3 separate regions of the Mus musculus genome follow, and all the other regions are linked to region 2. The links are chromatin contacts, called in public HiChIP or PLAC-seq and promoter capture Hi-C maps. All regions are on one chromosome and are shown on one strand. The core of a region is the stretch at or near the end of the contact, and the rest is flanking DNA. Distances in the headings are between cores, read along the strand shown. Region 1 overlaps Mrtfa (myocardin related transcription factor A). Region 2 overlaps Mrtfa (myocardin related transcription factor A). Region 3 overlaps Mrtfa (myocardin related transcription factor A).

Region 1 (3,783 bases), core at 295-2,794, 120 kb after region 2:
AAAGTATAAGACCAATTGCCAGTGCTAGAGGCAGAGGAGAAAGGGGAGTTTTATTGTTAGTGGGCATAGAGCTGCAATTCTGCAAGATAAGGGGGCTCAGGATGGAGGGTGATGATGGACAGTTGTATAATGACAAGAATGTGCCCAATACTGCTAACAATACACTAGAATATAGCTATGGTGGGAAATGTTAACTATATTTTAACTGCTTCTCAGCAATTATAATTTGGTATTAATAATACCAAATTTATTACCACTTAACAGAGGGGAAAAACCAATTCAGTTGCAAAGATACACTACTCTTCAGGTAAAGAGGAGGAAGAGCGGACACCAACGCCATAGGCAACGAGGGCAGTCTCAAGTCACAGAGAAGTCCTTCCAGACTTTGGAACCTGCCAAGTCAGGTTCTCTGTCAGGTTCTGAAAATGCCTGAGGCCCTTGCATATTCTCTCCCTCTCCCTTTCCCTCTCGATCCCTTCCTTCCTCCATCCCTCACTATGGAGACATTCATAACTGCTATACTGTGTGTGCCTCCTGCATTTGTCCCAGGAGAACAGACAGCTTCCCCCTTTGGATGACATCATGCTTTATTTTGGGGTCCAGCAACATGACTCAAAAGCACCTGCTCCAGAGCCTGACAATCTGAGTTCAATTCTTGGGAACCGCATGGTAAAAGGAGAGAGCCATGAGCTGCAAACTGCCTCTGAGCGCTACATTTGCACCGCAGCACGTGCATGTACACACGCACACACACACAAGCATGCTAAAAGGTAATTTTTTAATAATCGTAAAGAACTGGTATCTTGGAGCTGCTGATGCACAAATGAGCTCAGACTGAAGCTGTACTGAGTTGAGATTTTCAGAGCTACTGGAATGGATTAATGTATTTTAATTTGGGACAGTAAGGAACTTCTAGAGGCCAGAGAACAGACTACAAGAGGCTAAAAATGACCTCCAAATATGCCACATCCGAGTTCCTATAACCAGTGCCTGGGACTTTCTATCAAGAGGAAAAGCTGAATCTTTGTAGTTGAATTAAGGAGTTTGTAATGGGGGAGATCAGCCTGGATTGTCAGGTAGGTTCATGAGTTAAACAGTCATGGGTCCTGTAAAAGAGAAGGAAGAAAGAACTTTGACAAAAATAGAAAAAAATAGCAGTAAACGTTTCAAGGCTAATATATACTGAACACTTCTACAAACCAAGGAAAGCCAATGGCCACCAGAAGTCCCTCACCTAAAGCCTCGGAAAGAATATGGCCCTTGTGACGCTTTGATTTTGGCCAGAGAATCTGACTTCCCGCTCCTGACCTCCTCGACTGTAAAGAACGGTGAATGCAGAGACCTGTCACAACATTGTAGCACAGTAACCTAACAGAGCTGCTTAGACCTGGGCACTGTGAGGGGAGGGAAGAAGTGAGGTGATGACAGATGTGTGTGCTGAAGACAGAATTAACAACACTGCTGCGGACTGCCTCGTGTGAAGTAGGAGACACTGAGGAGAGGACAAGGCTCTAGCCTGAAGTCAGCCACCTCAGGAAACTAGGGAGAACGTGCTGACTCCGCAACACCCACGTCAGGGCAACCACCGTGAAAACTGTTTAGTTGACTGAGGCTGGACACAGAGAGAGGATTCTCATCACTGACTCTGATCACTGCTCTGCTTTTTCTGGTTTTCTTACTGGCTGAATATTGTCCTTGCCATGTTTAGCTCTACTCTTCTATACATGAAAATTCAAACAAGAACATTATAGATCTGCAAGAAAATATGTTGAAGGGCACGTGAGCCACAGGAAATATATTTAGAACTCTGTCCTTTAAGCCTAAAGAGACAAGATCAGAAAGTGGAGTTCCATTCATCTGTTGAGTGTTTACTGAGCACCTACTACCCAGCATGACAGCCACTATGCTGATGCTGAGCATAGAACAGCAGGAGAGAGATAACTTTGGTCCCTAACATCACAGAAAGACAGGCGTAAGTAACTAGGCAAGGGGCGAGAGATGGGACACAGTAAAGTACTTGCCTCTAAGGTGTGAGGGCCTGAGTTCATACTACAAAAACCATGTTAAAAACAAACAACAAACAAACACAGGGCACAGTAACACATGCCTATAAGCCTAGCAGTGTGGAGATGGGGTGCGAGAGAGGCACACCACTGAAAGCTCACACCAGCTAGTGTAGCCTACTTGGCAAAGTTCCAGACCAATGAGACCCTGTGGAAAACAAGAGCGGGAAGTCACCTGTGGGCCACTTCTGGCTGGCAACTTGACTACATCTGGTATGAACTCAAACCTAAGTGGCTGGGCACACCTGTGAGGGATTTTTCTTAAATCACTTCAAGTAGGAAAACCCAGATCTTTTGAGGCAGAAAGAGCCACCTTTAATCTGGACACACCTGCTGGCAGCCAACATAAAGGACAGGGAAGGAGTCCTTTGCTCTTTACCTGCTTGTTCTGGCTCTTGCTGGCAAGTGTAGTTCTCCACTGACTGCAGACCCTATGTCTGCAGGATTCCAGCATATACTCAAGGCCAGCTGAAACACCTAGCCTTGTGGACTGAAAAACTACTGGATCCTTGGACCTTCCTTTGGTAAAAAGTCATTTTTTTTGTTTGTTTGTTTTTGGTTTTTTTGTTTTTTCGAGACAGGGTTTCTCTGTATAGCCCTGGCTGTCCTGGAGCTCACTTTGTAGACCAGGCTGGCCTCGAACTCAGAAATCCGCCTGCCTCTGCCTCCCGAGTGCTGGGATTAAAGGCGTTCGCCACCACGCCCGACTAAAAAGTCATTTTTTGACTGACTGGACCACAACCTGTAAGCCACTCTAATAAATACCCTTCATATGTGTGAATGTGTGTGTACATAAGTATACATATACATACACATATATGTACATATATGTGACTATGTACATACATTATATATGTATATATACACAGAAAGAAAGATTCATTTTATAAATTCTGTTCCTCTAGAGAACCCTGACTAATCAAGTACCTGAGGAATGAGACCAACATTATTCTCTGACCTCCATACAAATGTGCACATGTGCAGCATACAAACACACACACACACACACACACATATGCAAAGTGACTTTGGCTAGTGCTACTAGAAAAGCTCTAGTAGGGGCTAAGAGAAATAAGCCCACATTAAATGACTCTCGTGCGCTAAACCCTTACACGGAACCATTTAGCTCTCACAAGTATCCTATGAGGAAATGGAGATTCTAAACCCTTGCCCAAGATCCCAGAGCTGGTAAACAGCAGAGGCAGACAGAACACGGGTGCATGTGGTCCAGTCTGATGGCTGGGGAGACCTGCCACACGGGAAAGGCGGGCGGGCCGGCGAGCAGCGAGAATGCTAACTTCCAAGGGCTTCGGCTCCAGTAAGAGCCTTCTGAGTTTTCTATGCTCACTTCATAAAGGTGAGTGTTGCAGAGCATTCAAAAGTCCCTTACCACTCTCCAAATAGAACAAAGGTACACTGGAATTAGCTCAGTTTTATTTAGGCACCCAACAGGTTACTAGACATGTTGAATATAAAATGCCGTGGACAGCTTGCCCAAATTGCCCACGTTATGTCCAGTCTTCAAGCATTTTGGGTTTTTTTAAGGATTATCTTCAGAATCAGCTTTTAGATAAATGTTATAAGAAAGCATTGTAATTGTGCCACGGCATTCCTGATTTAGAATAATTGCCTGACTCAATGTACAGAGATCAATACAGACACAAAATGAACCATGCCATCCTATGAGCCACTACTAAAATGTATTTCATTTCAAAATATT
Region 2 (3,813 bases), core at 1,236-3,735:
TATAGGAAATGAAGACTCTTACAGGGTGGCTTCGAGGTCACTGGGCTCCATACACAAGCACAGCTATTTGAGCCATGCATTAGTTTCTGTTTCATAGATGAAGAAAGCAATGAAGAGGTGACTGGGCAGAGCCAGCCAGGCAGTGCAAGAGCTAAGACACAGGTTGGCCTGACTGCAAAGATCTGTGCTCTTCTCTACTACATCACACTTGCTGTCAGAGTCAAAAATATTCATTCTTAAACATAATAGGTAAGTTAAAACTCTTTCTGACATGTTCAAAAATCTGGGCGAATGAGCTGCATGATAGTACACTGGGCACAGGTGCCTGCTGCCAAGCCTGACAGCCATAGCTTCAACCCACAGACACGGTAGATGGAGAATACCAACTCAACTACCCAGGTGTCTCTGGCTTACACATGGGTATTGTGGCATGAACGAACACACACACACACACACACACACACACACACAAATGGTTTTTTGTTTTTTTGTTTTTTAAATCAGGGCCAGTGGTGGAGTTCCAGAACACAGAGGAACTCCACCACTCACATCTCTGTGAATCTGAGACCAGCCTGGTCTATGGAGTAAGTTCCAGGTCACCCAGAGTTAAAAGTGAAACTCTTGTCTCAAAAAAGCCAAAAAGTTGTCCTCTGAGAGGCTCCACCCAGCAGTTGACTGAAACAGATGCAGAGACACATAGTCAACCATTACACAGAGCTCAGGAAGTCTTGTGGGGGAGTTGGGGAGAAGGATTGAGGAACCCAGAAGGGATAAGGACTTCACAAGAAGACCAACAGAGTCAATTAACTTGAACCTTTGGGGGTTCCCAGAGACTGAACCACCAACCAAAAACCAATACATGGGTTGGACCTAGGTCCCCTGCACATAGCAGATGTGCAGCCTGGTCTTCATGCAGGTCCCCCAACAACTGGAGTGGGGGCCGTCCCTGACTCTGTTGCCTGTCTGTGGATCCTGTTCCCCTAACTGCCTTGTCTGGTCTCAGTGAGAGAAGATGCGCCTAGTCCTGTAGAGACTTAAGGTGCCAAGTATCAGGTATCCATCCAGATGAATGTGGCCAAGGCTGACAAGGTCACAGGCAGGTTTAAAACCTATGCCACCTGCAGGCCATTCTCAGGATAGACAAGTCAGATGATTCTCTTTTCTGCTTAGCTAAGGCAAACTATATCATCTCAAAGAACTTCTGATCAGAGGAAATTTAGGGACATGTAATTAACAATGAGAACCCCACCCCAAATTGTAGGTAGTGTAAAATTTTAGTTTCCTAACTGAAAAGAATTGGAGATTCAAAAATAAATTTTCAGAAAGGCTGCAGTGAAACTTGTACAGATAAAATCCGTAAAATTAAACTTCCATGTGGTATGTGAGGATAAGAGCTACGAGATCGGCAGCTCAAGCCCATGTAGGAGAAACCTGGGCCATTTAACTGTTAAATTAAGTTCCCCACAGCACCTGTCCCATGATTATTAGTGAGGATGGATGAGAAGCAAAGGCGCGTGCAATCCTACGGGTGTTCACGTCATAAACCCACAGCTCTGTTTGATATTTCTGTGGTTGGATCTGCTGCAGGGTTTGCACAACTTTTACAGGACAAACCTGCCTCAGGTCAACCAGGAGATGAGATGGATGCTTCCATCACCTCTGGGATGATTTCCACCTCTCCTGTCACAGACCTAACTTTCTAGTCAGGTATTAACTAGGCTTCTTCAGCACACTGCATGGCTGGAAGGGGACAGGCCAGATTATGAGCTTAAATATAATGTAGAACTACATCATACACATTTTTTAAAATTTTGCTTGGCACACAAGATTTGTAAATTTTTATGAGGTGAAATGTGATGTTTTTACTCCTGTGCAGTTGGCTAATTAGCATATCCACCACCTTAAACTTTCACCATTTCTTTATGCTGAGTACACTCGAAATTCCTCCTCTTTGGGTCTATCCAAATTGTCACTAACAATATCCACTAAGAATGTTTACTTTAAAAATGTCCCCGAGAGGAAATGTTCTCACCCTTGTGTCACTTAAGCATCTCAGTAGTAGCATCCCTAAACAGCCTTACCCTGGTGGTTTCAGAAAAATGGGTGAGACTAGTTTGACAACCCGTGTAATTTGCTTCAGGCTCGACCCCTTCTCTGCTGGCCCTGCTGATTCTCACCAGCGTGAACACAGTCAGCAACAGCTGGGGATCATTAACCCGACAGAAATAGCTCAGGAACTCCAGCGTGTGAGTGGGGGAGGCGAGGCTGAGTATCAGATTTAAAAAATCAAAGGGCAACAGGCAAGGCGGGAGGCGGGGAAGAGGTGACCCCTAAGGAGAGTATCTCCCTACATTAGAGCCAATGGGATAACTAATGAAGGGGCAACTGACTATACCAAAGCTGCTTCACCCCTCCCTAGTCTTAGATGGAAGGCTTAGTCAGACCCGAGAATGGGACAGGCTGGGCTGTGGAGAGGGAAGCTGTAGAGTCCTAAAGTTTACCCTCAAATCATCTCAGTCTGAAGGAATCTTTCAGAGGAGATGAATCAGTCCCAGGGTTGTACTGACAGTAGAAGCCAAGTCCACAACAGGGCAGGCACAGGGCCGTGAGAAGATACGACAATCCCAAGGTGGTCTCAGCCAGGTCTACCTCTATCGGGTGCTCTCCGATAGCTTTTGAACCCGGCATGTTTCAGGAGATTGGTGCAGGAATGTGCCATCTGCCTGGGCCCCAGCCCAAGTGTGTTCAGCACACAGCTGAACGTACTGGAGGAGCTTTTGTCAGATCCCTACCCCCCAGGGAGTCGGCTGGCACATCCTGATCTGCACGTTTAATTCTGATGAGGTCCAGAACCCTGTAAGCTTCTTCATACCACACTTGCCAGGGTGTCCACTCAGTATCACCAGGACTTCTCCCAGCAGGGCAGTTCTGTAACTGAGTTTCCTACCTGGAAGCCTGGACAGGGAATTATTCAAGTGCAAATAGTAAGCTGCAACTTTCCTTGGTAAGAGGTTTTGTAAGCAGGAGCCTGCCTGGATTCAGCTGAACATTTTATCTGGTGTCTCTATAATGATCTGCTGATGAAAGAAAGCCCCATCTTCCTGTGCAGCCCTGGTTGTCCTGGAACCTGCCCTGTAGACCAGGCTGGCCTCAAACTCAGAGATCAGCCTGTCTTTGCCTCCCTAGATTTAATCCTTCTGGGATTAAAGGTGTGCACCACCACAGCTAACCTACTGCTTGTCTAACCACAAACTACCATAGCAAACTGTGTTCATGCTTATTTCCAAAATGCAGCCGTCTTCTCTTAAAAATTGCATCTGAACCTGGTTTTCCATAATGCTCTAAATACCTTATAATAATTAGCTGACTCTGAATATTTGAAGTTGATAAGAAAGGCAGAGGATGTTAAAATATTAAATCCACTTGAGACTAAACAAAAGGGTATGACTTACATGGCTAACAGTTCATCCTGAGGCAGCAACATCAGAAGACAAGCTTCGTTGAGCAGACTTCTGTAGTTATAACCACAGGTCAGTGTGTGCAGCTTAGGTGGACAGAACTGCATGTCACATCTCCTATCAATTCTTAACAGCATGCAGTCTTTAATATTTAAAACTTAAGGTTATAATATTACAACTAGTCTCTTACTGTGTGCACTCCATATGGAGGTGAAGACAGAAGCAAAGAAGGAGCCCAAGTTCATGTCACACCTTACAGAGAGCTCACACACATGTCACACCTTAGAGAGCTCACACACATGTCACACCTTACAGAGAGCTCACACATGACCTCATTTGACTCAGTTATGACTAA
Region 3 (4,087 bases), core at 252-2,751, 97 kb after region 2:
GAATTAAAGGTGTGTACCACCACATCCAACTAACAATTTGTATTAGCTCAGACTCAAATAAAACAAGTTTTTTAAAACCTTCCAATTCCCTAGAGTTAAGACACGAGTGCACGCGTGCGCGCGCGCACGCACACACACACACACACACACCCGCATTCTCCCACAGCCCTCACCACTGCTCTATCAGAAATCATCCTTAAACAGCTCTGTTGCCTCCACCCTTAGCAGGGCCTGGTACATACTCAGTATTTACTACTTGTTGACTGGAAGCCCAATTAGCCCAAATTTACAAAATTAATTACACTAGAATTTATTTTCTTGGTACATTTAAACAATTCTGAGTCAAAATATAATGTATGTCTATATTTTTACGGATATGACTGCTACATTATCAAGCCAACAGTCAGGCACAAAGGTTACATTAAAACACTAGATCATTCAAACATTGAGTAGTTTTTCTGTTTTCTTTAGTTTTGTATTATTGGTTTGCTGAGAGGGTCTTATGTAGGCCAGGCTGACCTCACTCTTGCTATGTGGTTGAGTCTGGCCTTGAGACGCCTGCTCTTCCCTGTACCTCCCAGGTGACACATACAGACCACCAACTCTGGCAAACAAACTAGACAACAAAACTCACTTCCATGCATGCTAACCTAGCCAGAGTGTGGCAGTACGTTAAGTGATGGCTTACCTGTCCAGGCAGGGTCCTTCCCCAACTTTGCATATGGGGCATCCGTAGTACGTAAAGTGACTTTTGTCAGGAACTGTGGGCGTCACATTGAGAAATACAGAAGCCAATTCAGTTTATTTTCAGAAACTTTCCAAATGGCCAAGTGTGAGAACCTAGAGAGTAGCCTTCTGCCTGTGAAGGCAGAGGGCGGCAGAGTGCAAAGGACAAACCCCCTCTTGCCCTGCTTAAAGCAAATGCAGGCCAGCAAAGAGCCTCGGGAAAGTCAGCACCCAGTGCAAGAGGCATCGGAGCATCTGGGCTGCTCACCACTTAGTATTCATTTTATACATGCCAATGCTCATTTAAAACACAGCTTGTGGCCTGGAACTTTAAAAATGTTCTAATGTGCTGGTCTGTCCACATATTAATCAAGCCTGCCAGGTCTCAACATGCCAAGCTTAAAATACTCTCCAGAGCTTGTGGAAAGGTATGAGCTCCATCTTTTATTCACAGGAAAAGGGCTCGGAGGAGAATGACTAAGACTAACAGAATTTCACTGGACACTGTGACTGAAGAGGCCTGCTCCTAAACAGTGCTATATGTACCTGGACAAAACCACCTGAACAGAAAGAAACGAGAGGCAAGCTAATGGTGGGGCTCTTACACTAATCTCCAGATGAGATCCTGGATTTTAGTTGAAAGCTGTCAGGAATGTATTTTGGAACTGTTTTGACCGTGAGACCATCTCGTGGAAAGGTTGTTTTAGTCACTCGCTGACTAAGCTTCTTCAGAACCCAGTCTACTTCACTTCATAATGAAGTGAATGCTATTTTTATATGAGCAGTAATATAAGCAAAGTTCTTCTCTTATTTTCATCAGCCTTAGAAAAATGATGACCAAGAGGGGGCTGGTCAAACTTTTATAACTAAAGCCTCTGGGCCTAACGTATCCAACCCATTCATCTGCGGTCAGGGAAACAGCCTGCCGAGCAGGGTTACTTTATAACAGAAAAACGGGATCAGAGCACATTACAAGGCCAGCAGGTTTTGTTTTGGAGAGAGGGTCAGCCAAAGCTGGCCTTGAGGCTCTTTGGTTTTGGAGGCAGAGCCTTACTATGTAGCCTCAACAGGGCCTCCTGAGTGCTGGAATGAAAGGCAAGCACCACCCTGCCCAACCCAGGGACTGAATTGTGAGATGGCTTGATCCCCAGCTGGTTTACTATTTCAGGAAGCTAGGATCTTTAGGAAACAGGGTCCAGCAAGCAGAAGTGCATCACTAGGGATGGACTTGTCCCTGAAGCTCACTCCATTCTTGGCACACTGCGTTATGAATACAATCTATCATATACTCTTGCTGTCATGAGCTGCTCCAATCTCTTCTACAACGTATGGAAGCATCACCTGTCAATAAAATGTTGTTGGCCCATTAGCTTAGGCAGGAGAGAGGGAGATGGAAGTTCCGGTACAGAGAGGAATTCTGGGAGAGAGTCAGAGGCCCTGAACTCTGAGGAAGCCAGTGGCATGTATGTGAGGAGAGGTAACTAACCATGCGGCAGGACTTACAATAGTATAAAAGGGCTACCTGAGTTACGAGCTAGTGGAAACAAGTCAAAGCTTCTGGCCTAGGTATTTATTTATAATTAATTCAGTCTCAGAGTTATTACTTTGGGAACTTGGATGTGGGTGGAAAAGCCCACAGTTACAGTTCCCTATGATGGGCTGGAGCCCTAAGCCAAAACATCCGTCTCCTCCCCAAAGCTGCTTCTTTCAGGCCTTGAATTATCATCCTGTGCTATAGAAGAGAGTCTCTTCCATTCTTGTCCTTTCCTATGCCTCTCTCTTCCTCTATCGCTCCCTCCTTTCCACCCTTCCTGTTTTTGAGACAGGTTCTCCCTATATACTCCCAGGCTGACCTCAAAATCTTCCTGCCTCAACCTTTTAAGTGTTGGTACTACAGTATGCCACCACATCAGTTTGCAGATTTTCTCAAATAAATTTTTTTTTCTTCTAAAAAACAATACAGATCGCCGGGCGTGGTGGCACACGCCTTTAATCCCAGCACCTGGGAGGCAGAGGCAGGCGGATTTCTGAGTTCAAGGCCAGCCTGGTCTACAAAGTGAATTCCAGGTCAGCCAAGGCTACACAGAGAAACCCTGTCTCTGAAAAACAAAACAAAACAAAACAAAAAAACAAAAACAAAAACAAAAAAAAACAATACAGATCAACTTTAACTGGGCAATGCCAGTTAAATGAATACATTCCAACTTCTAGTGTAGGAACCGCCTACTCAGAGTACTTCTGGCACCTCAAGTCTTTTCAGAATTATCAACAATACTGTTTTCTCCTGATTATCTAAAGCTAGTTTCATATCTATTCGTATTCACCCCTCCCCTTATCTGTGCCCCACTACACTACCTCCAGGTTTTAAGTTCAGAGCTCTTTTAGATGAATAAAGAAAACAGCCTATGCTCTGGATAACCAAAGCTTGGCAACAGACTTTTCCGTCTGTATTTAATCCGAGTTTGCAGATAAATACATTACTTTTCTCATTTCTAGGAATAATACATATTCCTAGACAGTATTATAAATATTTGTATTAAATCCACAGTACAGGCTGGCAAGATGGCTAAGTGGGTAAAGGTGCTTGTCACCAAACCTGACAACCAGAGTGTGATTCCTCAAACACACATAGTAGAATGAGAAAATCCCCACAAACTGTTCTCTTACCTCCACAGGTGTCCTCACACATACACCCAAATAAATATAAAAAATGTTATAAAAGAACAAGTAAATAAAATTTTACAATAAGGGCTGGAAAGATGGCTCAGCAGTTAAGAGCACTGACTCCTCTTCCAGAGGTCCTGAGTTCAATTCCCAGCAACCACATGGTGGCTCATAACCATCTATAAAAGGGATTCGATGCCCTCTTCTCATGTGTCTGAAGACAGCTACAGTATACTCATATAAATAAAATAAATCTTAAAAAAAAACTACAATAAATTCTTATTCAACTGTCAACAATGCCTGGACCATGATAGGGATCAGGTAACAGTTAACGAATGACTTAGGAGGATTTTGATCTGGCATGATAAACACCTATAAGCCTAGCTCTTTAGAACTGAGGCAGGAGGATAGAAAATTTGAGGCCAGCCTGGACTACATGGTGAGGGCTGTCTTTTCACTTTGTTTTTATTCACTTGTATATACATGTGTCTGTACAAGTGTATGCCACTGTGTATGAGCACCGACAGCCAGGAGAGGTCAGAGCCCCTGGAGCTGGGCTCAGGTAGCTGTAAGCTGCCTCATTCGGGTTCTGAGAAGTGAACTTGGAAGCACTCTAAACCATTGAGCCATGTCTCCAGCTCCAAGACTCTTATGTTTACAGAGAAGTTGGTGGAGAGGGCGAGGAAAAGGGGGGAGG

Evidence for each region. HiChIP or PLAC-seq counts read pairs in DNA pulled down with a chosen protein or histone mark. Capture Hi-C pulls out chosen DNA fragments and counts their contacts.
Region 1: a promoter capture Hi-C map of pancreatic islet shows a contact between it and region 2. The contact joins two enhancer-like sites. A contact is called at or near these places in 21 of 39 promoter capture datasets (the 3T3-L1 cell line, 3T3-L1-derived adipocytes, the C10 cell line and 15 more), 1 of 15 datasets of contacts at CTCF or cohesin (the NIH/3T3 cell line), 9 of 484 Hi-C or Micro-C datasets (CD4 T cells, CD8 T cells, bone marrow-derived macrophages and 3 more), 18 of 115 datasets of contacts at active chromatin or transcription factors (the HPC-7 cell line, double positive thymocytes, embryonic basal ganglia and 13 more) and 4 of 9 other capture datasets (adipose tissue, embryonic stem cells, liver and 1 more).
Region 3: a contact with region 2 is called in a CTCF HiChIP or PLAC-seq map of the NIH/3T3 cell line, with 18 read pairs. The contact joins two enhancer-like sites. A contact is called at or near these places in 4 of 15 datasets of contacts at CTCF or cohesin (CD8 T cells, the NIH/3T3 cell line, large pre-B cells and 1 more), 21 of 484 Hi-C or Micro-C datasets (the BV-2 cell line, CD4 T cells, CD8 T cells and 11 more), 6 of 115 datasets of contacts at active chromatin or transcription factors (CD8 T cells, the HPC-7 cell line, double positive thymocytes and 3 more) and 2 of 9 other capture datasets (adipose tissue and liver).

Annotation. Positions count from the first base shown.
Region 1 is chr15:81,177,472-81,181,254 of GRCm38.p6, forward strand. All of the region lies in intron 1 of Mrtfa (myocardin related transcription factor A), which reads right to left. Among named protein-coding and RNA genes, the nearest start is that of Mrtfa, 11 kb to the right of the region's middle. Within about 2 kb of position 1,545, at least 19 of the 459 cell types and tissues checked have an H3K27ac peak or open chromatin away from gene starts, as enhancers often do. A contact at or near this core is called in pancreatic islet, where this site is marked.
Region 2 is chr15:81,060,051-81,063,863 of GRCm38.p6, forward strand. The region is part of intron 2 of Mrtfa (myocardin related transcription factor A); the gene reads right to left. Among named protein-coding and RNA genes, the nearest start is that of Sgsm3, 84 kb to the left of the region's middle. Within about 2 kb of position 2,486, at least 87 of the 459 cell types and tissues checked have an H3K27ac peak or open chromatin away from gene starts, as enhancers often do. A contact at or near this core is called in the NIH/3T3 cell line, embryonic fibroblasts and pancreatic islet, where this site is marked.
Region 3 is chr15:81,157,825-81,161,911 of GRCm38.p6, forward strand. The region is part of intron 1 of Mrtfa (myocardin related transcription factor A); the gene reads right to left. Among named protein-coding and RNA genes, the nearest start is that of Mrtfa, 31 kb to the right of the region's middle. Within about 2 kb of position 1,502, at least 28 of the 459 cell types and tissues checked have an H3K27ac peak or open chromatin away from gene starts, as enhancers often do. A contact at or near this core is called in the NIH/3T3 cell line and embryonic fibroblasts, where this site is marked.